Linked DNA regions of Gossypium hirsutum: region 1 is linked to region 2. The links are chromatin contacts, called in public Hi-C maps. All regions are on one chromosome and are shown on one strand. The core of a region is the stretch at or near the end of the contact, and the rest is flanking DNA. Distances in the headings are between cores, read along the strand shown.

Region 1 (5,954 bases), core at 2,480-4,979, 130 kb after region 2:
TTTAAGTTACCCATGTCACTTTACAGAGAGTTAGAAAGTCAGATGTGTAAATTTTGGTGGAGAAATTTAAAATATAATAAGGGTATTCATTGGAGTACCTAGTTTACTATATGTAGTCCAAAGACGTTTGGGGGTTTGGGGTTTAGGGATCTTGCATTTTTTAATACTGCCCTATTGGCTAAACAGGGGTAGAAACTATTCACCCAACCTAATTGTTTGTTTGCGCGCGTAATGAAATTTAAATATTATCCTTGAGATAATTTTTTAAATGCAGGTTTAAGAGCTTACCCCTCTTTTATTTGGCACAGCCTTTGGAATGCGCGTAGTTCACTAAAAAAGGGAACGAGCTAGAGGATAAGAAACGACGAGGCAACAAACATCTGGAATGATGCTTGGCTACCTATCTCTGACAGTGGAAGAGTGACTAGTCAGAATATAAACATCAACTATAACAAAGTAGTAGATCTAATTTATAAAGACTTTTTTACATGGAACTATGATGCAGTTTGGCACTTACTAGAGAGGGAACAAGTCGAGGCAGTCCTTACTATTTCGTTGGTAAGTAGGACATAATAGGACGTACTGACATGGAGAGGAGATAAGTCGGGCGAGTACATAGTATAGAGCGGATATAAACAGCTAATTATAGAAGAGCTACAACTATTGGATAATTTTAATACAAACCAAACAAATATAAAGGCCTATTTTACAAAATTTTGGAATCTCTCGATCCTCAACAAGATAAAGATAAAATTATGGAGAATAACAAACAATTATCTTTCGACGCTTAGCAATCTAAAAATTCGAGGACTCGGGAATGGTGTTGTGTGCCCAATTTGTTTAGAGGAAAAGGAAATTATGGAGCATCTATTTTGAGACTGTGAGTTCACACGGAAGGTCCTTTAAGGGGTTAGTGTATATTCCTCACAAATAAACACAGAACAAACATGGAAACAATGGTTAGTTCTTCTTTTTAGTAATAGTAACATTCAACAGTGTACAATCATGGCAATCTCATTTTAGGCAGTGTGGTATAATCGAAATAAATTCTACCATGAGGGGGAAAATGGGAGGGTACAAGAGGTTGTGGGATTTATAAAAACTTATGTGTTAGAATTGAATCAGATACAAACCATAACAGAGATTAATATGAAGACAAATGAGAACTTTTGGAGACCCCCGAAGGCAGAACAAATGAAGGTAAATTTCAATGCAATATTTTTTCAACAAGAATTGAAAGCAACAACAGGAATCATAATAATAAATTATGAAGGTTTTGTGATGGGATCGTGCACCTACCCTCTAGGAAGAAGTGGAACCCGACCACCGCGGTACAAAGGCATGTCTTTAGACTATCATATTTGGGGAAGGAATGGGGTTTCGAGACCTTGTTGTGAAAGGTGATACCTTAACTATTATTAAAAAATCAAGTCTGTTTCAGAGGATACATCGGTGATTGGTAACATAGTTGATGAAATAAAAAAGAAAAGACCTAGATTTCTTAACTTATATTTCAATATATCCCTCGGAAGGCAAATGAAGCAGCGCACACTCTCACAACACGAGGGCACAGTCTCTCTGGCCCGATCTACTGAATGGAAGAGGTACCTTCGAAAGTAGAACCTAATGTCATCAAAGATCAAAAAAGGATCTTAGAACAATAAAGGTTTATTTTCGTCTTTCTGAGTTCGGGGATGGCTTATTTCTCCAACAAACTTAGTTTTGGAGTGGTCTAGTATGGTGTTTCAAAGGAAAACACAACGATGGCAATACACCAGTAGACTCCAATGTGTTTACAAATGTAGAAAAAAAGAAATGTGTTTAGGAACAGAAAGGTTTTGTGGTTTAGTTGATAGGTTTTATTTAATTTTTAGGAATTAAGACTCTTTTCATTTCTTTAGTTAATGTTTTAGGAAAGCTCGAGGCACCTTCTCAGTTGCTAGCAGGCTTGTACAGCTATTAGGACAACTGTTTCTTTTCCATTTACCTTGTGTGTTTTAATTTTCTTTTTTTTCAATGCATATTGACTTTGTTTCAAAAAAAACTGAATGATTTATTTTAATATATATATATAAAGGTATACTTGCAAATTTGAAAAGTTTAAGTTCTTGGATAATTCTGATACTGACAAGTGGCACCATTAATTGCTTGACACTTCAGCTTTTTTAATATTATGATTAGTTGGCCCATTAGTATCTAACATTTTTAATTGCTTTAATTTTAATGTTTTAAATAAATACTACTACTTTTCATATATGATAATTCATGGAGTTACACCCATCATGATTAGTTTTGAAATCAAATGATTATATTTGCATTTAAATTGTAGGTAATTTTGTCACTTATATTACTATTTAGTCGAGCAATGTACTTAATTTACTAAAAATATGATATTTTTAGCCCTAATTTTACTTTGTCAATTCTTTAGTGGATTAATTATTGATGTTGGATGCTATAAAAAAGGCTTAACAATAAATTTGGCCACTAACGTTTGCATGTCTTGTCAAAATGACCCTAATTGTATTTTTTAGTTGTTTTTGGCCATTAACCTTTGTTCTTTTTTTTCAATCTGCTTTTTCTAACAGATTTAATGAAAATACCATTAAAAAAGTTGAAGGGGACGATATGGAATTTCATATGTGGAATATTTTTAATGATATATAATTTATTACTTATAATACATTAAATTAAAAAAACAATTCTTAATTTAAAGAAAATAAGCGTAATTATCTAAAAAAAATTAACTCACAAACCTATGAAAGATTGAAACCTTTTGAAAGAAAACAAATATTAAAACATTGAATTTATTTATTAAATATGTTAGACAAAGCATATTGAAAAAAAAATAAAGATTGATGGTCAAAAAAGACTTAAAATCAATCTTATCTGTGTTGAAACTTTTTTTTGTGTTTTCGAAGAAATTGAGTTGGTTTTTGTGTAAAAAAAGAGTTGATAAAAGGCGACTTCGGTAACTTCTATAGTATTGAAGAGTAGGAAATATAGAGAGTGCTTAGGGTTACGTAAAAGCAAAAAATTAAATTAAATAATTATATAATTTTTTATTTTAATTAAAGGTAGGTCCAAGTTTTTTTTTCAAAATAGTTTAAATAAATTAAATATTAATGTTTAACATTATGTATAAATTATGGTTAAATTGTTTATATTTGTTATTATGTATATTTTGTTTTATGATTTGATGTATATATAATTTAGCATTCATGAAAGTTAATACTTTTTACATTATATGTTTTTTAAACTAATATTTATTTATAATGTTCATTATAATTTTAAATATTTCATAAAATTATATTTTATCGCTTGTAATATATGTTGATTAAACAAAAAAAAATTACAATAATAACTCGTGCATCCCACGACAAAGAAAACTAGTTGCATTTTTGAATAAAATTATCAAAAATCGAAAATATTGTCTTTTGAAAATTAATTATCGAAAATATTGATATGCAAATATGGTTGTTACAAGTTCCTTTATACTGCTAAAAATAATTACTTACAAAAAGAAAGGGCCCGTTAGCACATAATTTAGAGCTCATAGTCCCTCAAACAAATCAAAGAATCAGTAAAATAATATATATATATATAAATTTGATATCTATAAGCTGTGATCCAACAAAATATTAAACCCCAGCCACTTGTTGGGACCTGACTGGATTTGACCCTAAATTAACGAACCCTTTGAACTGATAGCACTCTAATACACTTCCAAATCTAAGATGGGTCCAGACCCACATGCAGGGAAGGGGACCAACGAACCTTAGCCTGTTGCAGCAACAGCCATGAATTCAGTCCCTGGTTAAAGCTTGCTGAATCTTTGGAGGGGTCTTATAATCGAATAGGTAGACCATAATTGAGGTAGGTTCGAATCCGTCCATCCCAGCCTGCAGTAACTATCACAAGTCCCCACTTGTGGGAACTCAACATGCTTTGATAGGCACTTTTCAAAACCTTTAACTCGAACTTGCACACGTCAGATGCAACTGTCACCGGACTCGCGTTGGGGAGTGTCTCTTCAGGCCAAGTTGGAGACCCCTTTGTTAATGACTCCAATAGAACCCGCGTTAAAGAGAAACAATCTGGTGAAGAATTAGGCATAGGTTGTTCCGGCTCCACTTTTGGACTTTGATGTTTCTGCCAGCTTGGGTGGCTGTTTCTCCTCACATCCCCACCACCCAGTTCTAGGGATGTAAGTGTTGCAGGAATGGTCTCGATTCCACGCCAAGGTATAGCAACCGATGCATTGTGGGAGAGGAAACTCTCGCAAGACGAAATGCTTTTCACCTTGGAACTGTTCTTCTCCTGGTTGGCGTAATTCCAGATGTAGGTATTGGAATCCTCGCTGGCTGAGATGATCTGTTTCCCATCTTGGCTAAAAGTTGCAGATATCTGACTCGTTGCAACTCGAAAGCCGGATGCTGGAAGACGAAAAGAAGCGAAATCAACTACTACCTCGTGATCATAAACAACAGATTATATAAACAGAAGTGTGAAATACTCACCCTTCACTTTGCATATGACATCTCTCCCGGACACGACACGGACAAGTGAATCAGCTGAAGTAATGATCACTTTACTTGGATCAGTAGGAGAGAACTACAAAGTGAAACAGCAATATGTAAGCCTTCACCTGGGAGAAAAAAATATAATGAAAAAGAAATGTAAGGATTAAATTTAACCACCTCGAAGCCAGTTATCCTTTTTCCAGGTAACTTTTTTTTTCCTTGTAAATATATCGGTTCATCAAGTTGAAGTCGAGTACCTATAGGAACAGTTAAAATTATTCACCGAGGTTTAAGCAGAAACTACTAGCAACAAAAGGACCATTGGTGCAGAACACTATGTTTATTGCAAAACCGACCACCTTAGGCCTTAGCTAGTTGGATGAACTTAATATTATCCCATGATTAAATCTTTTTTTAACGGCTATATACTCGTATTATCAGAATTCAATGTTCAATAGCCGCATTAATGTACTATAAAATCCTGGCTTCCGTACATGAACATACCTATTATATCATAGAAGCGGCAGCTGCCAGTCATTGAACCAACAATTCCTCCCTACAATAATCAAACATTATTATTTTTTAAATCTATTAAATTTCAGGAAAGAAACCAAAATTTTCAACAAGCTAATAAAAGCAAAAGATTCGACAAACCTTTCCATCAGGCCGATAACAAACAGCAGTGACTATATCCCTTACATCTGTATAATCAATGACTCGACAACGAAGCACTTCCCAAATGCGAACTTTGCCATCAATTGAACCACTGATGAAATAATTGTCATCCACAGGGTTGAAGGCAACAGAAGTTACTACAGAATAATACACATGTTAATGTCATGTAATGAAAGACGATGACCAGCTAACAAAACAAAAAAATGTAATTAACTACTATTTCTGTACAGCTTGGATTAGGGTTATGGAAGGCCTACCATAATTGTTATGAGAAAAAACCCTCAAGCATCCATCGTATCCCACTTGCCACAGACGAACGGTCATGTCGACAGAAGATGACAGTAGAAACTACAACAAAGGATATATATTACATTTTTATCTGTCAATAGAGACCGAAAGCAATTTAACAAGGAAGATGAAGTCTAGGAACTTTACCCCTTTCTTAGACCACGAAAGAGACAAAATTTCTGCGCTGTGCCCTTGGAATTCATGCACAGGCTTCTCCAAAACTCGGAAGACCTTGGGTGGGAAAATGACGCAAGTTGAATCAGATGATCTCCTTAACCTCTTTATTTTATCTATATTTTGTTTATCGGCATTAAGAGGAATCAGCTGTGAGAGATGATTCATTCTGAAGTAAAGACATGATGGATCAAGATCTTGGATATCAAATTTGTCTAAACTGTCATCCTCAACAATCTTCCATACACGCAGAATACAATCTTCACCTGCAGTTGCTAGGAATTCGCCATCCAGACT
Region 2 (6,008 bases), core at 2,671-5,170:
TCTCTCATAGAGCTCGAGGACTCGTAAAGATTGGAAGACGGTTGGAGAGTCAGCATACTATGAAATAGACCAACTTTGGTATAAATACATTTCTAAATTGTTCAATTGCATGTATAGGTCTTTTGAGTATTTTGTTATATGTGTCATTTGATTTGCCAAATGAAGGCTTGTAAAGATAAATCTATTTTTTTTTGTTTATGGCCATAGGGATCGACTTGTTTTAAAGTAGGCTATGACCTACAAAATTTCCATGCAAGTTCGTAGTCATGTGCTATGGTTGCATTCCAATTGGCAATGAGTCATAAGAACGAGCCAATCTTGAATGTATTAAAGTGGAATGACAACACATAAATACAATATAGGAAATAATCTAGCATGTACGAAACCAATGATATGAGGTTTCCATGCAATGAGTTTTTGCAAATATCACTTATGAGAGCATAATTATGTTTTACTTTGTTTTTAATATTCATTAAGTATAAGTGTTAAAAGGTGGTAACCATAGGCTTGGAAAATAGCCTAATAGGGTCTACACGGTTGGGTACAAGGGCGTGTGCCTATGCCGTGTGTGACACACGGGCCATACCTGTGGGCGTGTGGCTGATCGTGTGTCCCCTGCATCTAAAATGGTAAGTCTGTTAAATGAACAAGAGCTAGACACACGGGCGTGTGTCTTGGCCGTGTGAATTTAACAGAATGCTCAAGTCTTGGACACGGAGTGATTGCACGGGCGTGTCCCAAGTCACACGGGTGTGTGACACTTCAAGTTAAAAGAAATTTTCCAAGGTGCCCAAAGTTTATCAAACGTTCTCGGTTTTTTCCCGCGTCGTCTCTAGACATGTTTTAGGTCTCGAAGGCCTATTTAAGAGAAAGGATATACATATTTGAAAAGTTTTAAATTAGAGCGCAACTTAGTAACTTGAATTAATAAGTTTATGAACGTGAAATCCTCGTAACGCCTCGAGCCCTATCCCGGCGTCGGATACGGGTGAGGGGTGTTACAAAATGTCTCATATGTTTTTAATGATCAATTTATGAATTGCCTATTCTTGTAATGAAAATAAAATGTTGACAATGATATTGAATAATTGCATTAAGAATGATTGTTTGGCATATGCATGGGATGGGACGTTACGATCGAAGGAAGTATGTGGCAGTATAACCACATTTAATTATGCGTTGTGTATTCACAACAAAAGTAGATTCCAATTGCGTCCGTTTTACCGTGCAAGCACAACCTTCTAACAGTTTTTATTTACGAGTATGTTGTGCTTTCATGGTTTGTGGCAGTAAAATCTGCAAATTATTGGTGGCATTAAGTCCATAACCTGATGTGATTAGAGGAGGGAGTTCTGGGGAACCCCTATTGTCGTGTGTAGCGGTTGGGGGTAGGATTATTGACTGACAAATGAATTGATAGTTGCATGACATATTGCGCAAACTCATGAAAAGTGCATAACGAATCGACTGAATTGTTATATGTTAATTGTGTGAAGTACATTGATTTGATAATTGAATATGTCTGACTGATTATGATTGATCTTTAATGGTTGCTTGTATGAAGTAGCAAGCCCATTTGACCGTATTGAATTGATTGATATGCGAGACTGTTTGCTATTATGTTAAATAAACTGATATGCAAAATTGTTTGTCATCGTACTGAATTGATTGACATGTGAAATTGTTTGCTATTAGTTTACAGATTTGAATATTTAATTGGTTTATTGTAAAGGGTCTCACATTGAGCTTCCATAGCACACTCCCCTCTTTCAGATAATTTCACGAACTAGGACACGGGCTCGACATGTAGAGGGTCTTGGCTTGTTCTCGCCCACAAATTTTTATTTATTATTATCGTTTTATTTTACTAAGAACCGTGGTATGGATAACTATTTTTAATTACATCTCTTAGATTGAATGTTATTTATTAATATTATTTTACTATCATTAATTATTTATTTGTTAATTGAATTATACAGATTAATTATTATATAATGAGTATTGTTATATTTTCCCTGCTAGAGTTTATGCTAGTCTTAAATTCATAAAATTGGAATAATAGCTTGTATAAAATAGGTTTAAAATTGAATTTTTTTTTTGTGTAAAATGACCAAGCCACCTCGGTGGTGAACGTGACCTCTCTGACCTATGTCTACTGTCTAGGCCAGGTTGGGGAGGTTACATTTTTACTTTTCCTTAACTAGCCTCGATTTGGTTCAATTCTTGATCTATAAAATAATTTAGTTCAAGTTATCAATTCTAAACATCTCATATCATCCTATTATAAGCATGTATCAGTTCAATTTCATTTTCTTGAATGTCCTTTAAAATTTTTCATTTTATTCAATTTAACCCCTAAAATCAAAATAGTCATATCTTTCAAATTTGAGCTTCGTTTTACAATTTAATTTCAATCTCATCCTCTATAACCTCTCTACTATCTATTTTCATCAAAATCTCATAACATTTTTACAAATAAGTCACTTTAGTCTTTATGTTATAAAACTAATATTTAAACTTTACAAACTAGTCTTTTTTCATATCTAAGCTTAAAACCTAACAATTTAATACAAAAAACTTCAAGAAATCAACAATAATAACTTTTAAAAACTTTAACAATTTTGAAAAATAACACACAGGTAAGCTAGATTAAATTCCCGGAATTTCAAAAATATAAAAATTTAAAAAAAAACTAAGTACTTGAATTTTAAGGTTAAAGCTTCCAAAACGCTAAATAGCGTTAACCTTCTTTTGTTTATATTTGCTTCGGGTGAGTGGGGAAGAAGATAATGTAATTCCATCCCCAACTAACTTGATAATAATATAAAATTTTAAGTTATTTCTTTCTTTTTTTCTTTTCTTTTAATTAATTTAAATCATATTTTATATTAATCAATTTAATGACCCATGTTTGCTACCGTCAACTAATAGTATAATAACATGGTTTAATTGCTATTTCAGTCCTTTGACTCATTTCTTAATTAAAAGTCCATAACAATTGAACTTTTACTACTTTTACAATTTATTTCCTGTACCTAATTAATCATTAATTTGATAAACTTGGCTATCCAGAATTCAATTCACCTAGAATATAACTCCATAAATATTTAATAAAAATATTTATAATATCGATTTACAGAATCGAAGTCTCGAAATTGAATTTATCCAACACCAACAACTTTCAAATTGTTACAAAATCGCAAAGAGACAAAGAATTGTTCCCAAATAAAAAATATGCTTTTACCGAAGGGGTCAATAACATCTGTGTGAACCCTTGAAAATATATTTTCATCGAGCTGAAATTTGAGGAGCCAAAAGTATAACCTTCTTATCTAGCTAAACAACTTAGTATACCAAAATCATGGTTATCTGTATGGTACAGATTAGTAAATACATTTTGGTATATTATATCTTTTAAATTTTTGTATATTTCAATAATTTCGGTATATTTTAAATTGTTTGTTTCAATATTAATCTAAACAGATATTATATCTGATTTATATCTATTGATACAAACTTTTGATATGAAAACAAACACAAATACTAGTACATATCACTTTCAGAACATAAATATTACTTTCTATACCCTACATTCTAACCAATATCCAAAACCCATGGGAGAATTCACCATCGAATTCCCTTTCTTCCCCAGTTTCAATATATGCTAATATCCCTTCTTTTGGCCTTTAACTTTTGATTTTATCAATACTCAAAGAGACGCCGTTCCAAATATTTTCAAAGACCATGACTGTCACTATTTCTTTATTAACCAGCAATTACATTCATCCACTTGGCTAACCATTGTCCACAGTCGTAGTCAACTTCAAACTCTCACAGATCCAATGTATATTTTAATAGGATTTTTTTTTTGCCTATATATCAATGTTACAATGGTTGTCCACGTGCTTAGTCCTTATCGTAAATCCTGATTACCATCGTTTTGCGATTACATAACCGGCCGTCCTTTTCTTACTTTTTTTTTTCCAGATCCTTAAAAGTCAACACGCGTTAATCCATGTCTCGTCCAATCTCCTTTGATTCTACCCATCATTATGGCCCCATTTCTTTACCACACCAACCGTAAAAGGCATTTCCTTTTTCTCTTTTCAGTGTTCATTCTTTCACAATCGCTGCCTCCAATGGCCCTCGCTAACCCACTTTCACCTCCATCATCATGTACCAAAGGTCCGGGTCCTGTAATCCCTGCAACACCCTTACTAAGTTTCCTTGTACGTGTCCAAGAAACTGCTTTGCAAACTTATGGGAAATCGAATTTTGATCCTAAACACTATGTAGACTTACCGTTAAAGTCTAATCTTTCCACCACCGTGGAAGCATTCGATAAACTTCCCAAGACGGAAGATGGGTCAGTTTCTGTTAAGGATTTTGAAGCGTTTATCGGGAAGTACTTTACTGATGCAGGGGATGATGTTGTATATGCCGAGCCAGTGGATTTTGTCCCTGAGCCGCATGGCTTTTTGCCCAAGGTGGAGAGCCCAGAGGTGAGAGGTTGGGCATTGGAAGTCCATGCTTTGTGGAAGAATTTGAGCAGGAAAGTTTCGAGCTCGGTTCTTCATCATCCTGAATTGCATACTCTGCTTCCTTTGCCAAGGCCTGTAATAATTCCTGGTTCACGTTTCACTGAGGTTTATTATTGGGATTCTTATTGGGTTATCAGGTTAGTTTTTGACTTCATCATAATGTTTTTAATTTTAGGATCATAAAGGAATATTCTCTTGGAGATTGCTTCCATGTGGCTTCACAGTTTATTGGAGTTTTTAAGGAATCAACATACCTTAGTTTAAAATCTTAATGGGGATTGATGTTTAATATGTTTGTGCAGAGGCCTGCTGGCAAGTAAAATGTACGAGACTGCAAAAGCAATAGTGACTAATCTCATTTTCATGCTAGACACTTATGGTCATGTTCTTAATGGTGCTAGAGCCTATTATACCAATCGAAGGTAATGCTATTCAGTTATTTTCTTATCATTGTTTTAGGAATAAATGAAAATGGGTTTTCTTTTAACTTTTCATTTGTGCTTTTCATATTTTACATTATATCAAACAATGTAAATTACTACTAGTTTTTACGGTCTTAATTGCTCATTGCCTTGTACAACTATCTAATAGCTTCAAGGTCCCTTTTGCAGCCAGCCTCCTCTTTTGAGTGCAATGGTCTATGAGATATATAATCGGACCGGTGATGTCGAATTCGTTAAGAAATCTCTCCCACCATTGATTAAAGAATATCGATATTGGAATTCAGGTACTATGTATGTTTACTTTATTTGTATGAACAATTGCTTCTTTGTATAAGCTTTTTAACTTCCTCCTTTACATTCTGTGATTTCGTATAGATATACATGAGTTGATTATCCGTGATGCTGAGCAGTGTAATCACTTTTTGAATCGGTATTATGCAATGTGGAACAAGCCGAGGCCGGAATCATCAACCATTGTGTGTTCTTCACTCCATGTTGCCTACCTTGCCAATGTTCCTTTTTCTTTTCCTTTTCTTTTACTTCTTTGACTTGCTTGCTTTATCTGTCAGGATGAAGAACTTGCTTCCAAGTTCTTGAATGATTCTGAGAAACAGCAATTTTACCGAGAGCTGGCTTCGACTGCTGAATCTGGATGGGATTTCAGCACAAGATGGATGAGGTAATCTATACTATTGTATGTAGATGATGCTATTGGTTAACTGAAGAACCATCCCTAATGATTTTTGTGGTTAATTCTAATGTTGCAGGAACTCTTCTGACTTTACAACTTTGTCCACAACAACAATCTTACCTGTTGATTTAAATATATTCATACTAAGAGTATGTTAATACTTGTCTCGAGAAATTCTAAGATAGGTGGTACTCCCATGGATTTAATGACCAAATGCTGTTCATTTCTTGATATTAGATGGAACTTGACATTGCCTTCTTAGCAAAAACTGTTGGGGAGAACGCTATCACTGAGGATTTCCTGAGAGCTTCTCAAAAAAGACGAAAGGCATTC

What was found. Hi-C and Micro-C count contacts between places; a contact is called where the count stands out from the background.
Region 1: a Hi-C map of leaf shows a contact between it and region 2, with 2.2 times the contacts expected there. The contact joins the enhancer-like site here to the promoter of LOC107951313 in region 2. A contact is called at or near these places in 2 of 34 Hi-C or Micro-C datasets (both in leaf).

Annotation. Positions count from the first base shown.
Region 1 is chrA02:43,707,127-43,713,080 of Gossypium_hirsutum_v2.1, forward strand. LOC107951314 reads right to left here. Exons shown (of 8, transcript XM_016886317.2): 2 at 5,631-5,954; 3 at 5,453-5,543; 4 at 5,175-5,332; 5 at 5,025-5,076; 6 at 4,698-4,777; 7 at 4,518-4,611; 8 at 3,428-4,433. The coding sequence ends at 3,844. Among protein-coding and RNA genes, the nearest start is that of LOC107951314, 4.6 kb to the right of the region's middle. Within about 2 kb of position 3,730, at least 7 of the 9 cell types and tissues checked have an H3K27ac peak or open chromatin away from gene starts, as enhancers often do. A contact at or near this core is called in leaf, where this site is marked.
Region 2 is chrA02:43,578,329-43,584,336 of Gossypium_hirsutum_v2.1, forward strand. It overlaps LOC107951313 (probable trehalase), which reads left to right and starts at 3,921. Exons shown (of 10, transcript XM_016886316.2): 1 at 3,921-4,678; 2 at 4,844-4,963; 3 at 5,153-5,268; 4 at 5,360-5,460; 5 at 5,554-5,663; 6 at 5,752-5,824; 7 at 5,913-6,008. The coding sequence starts at 4,053.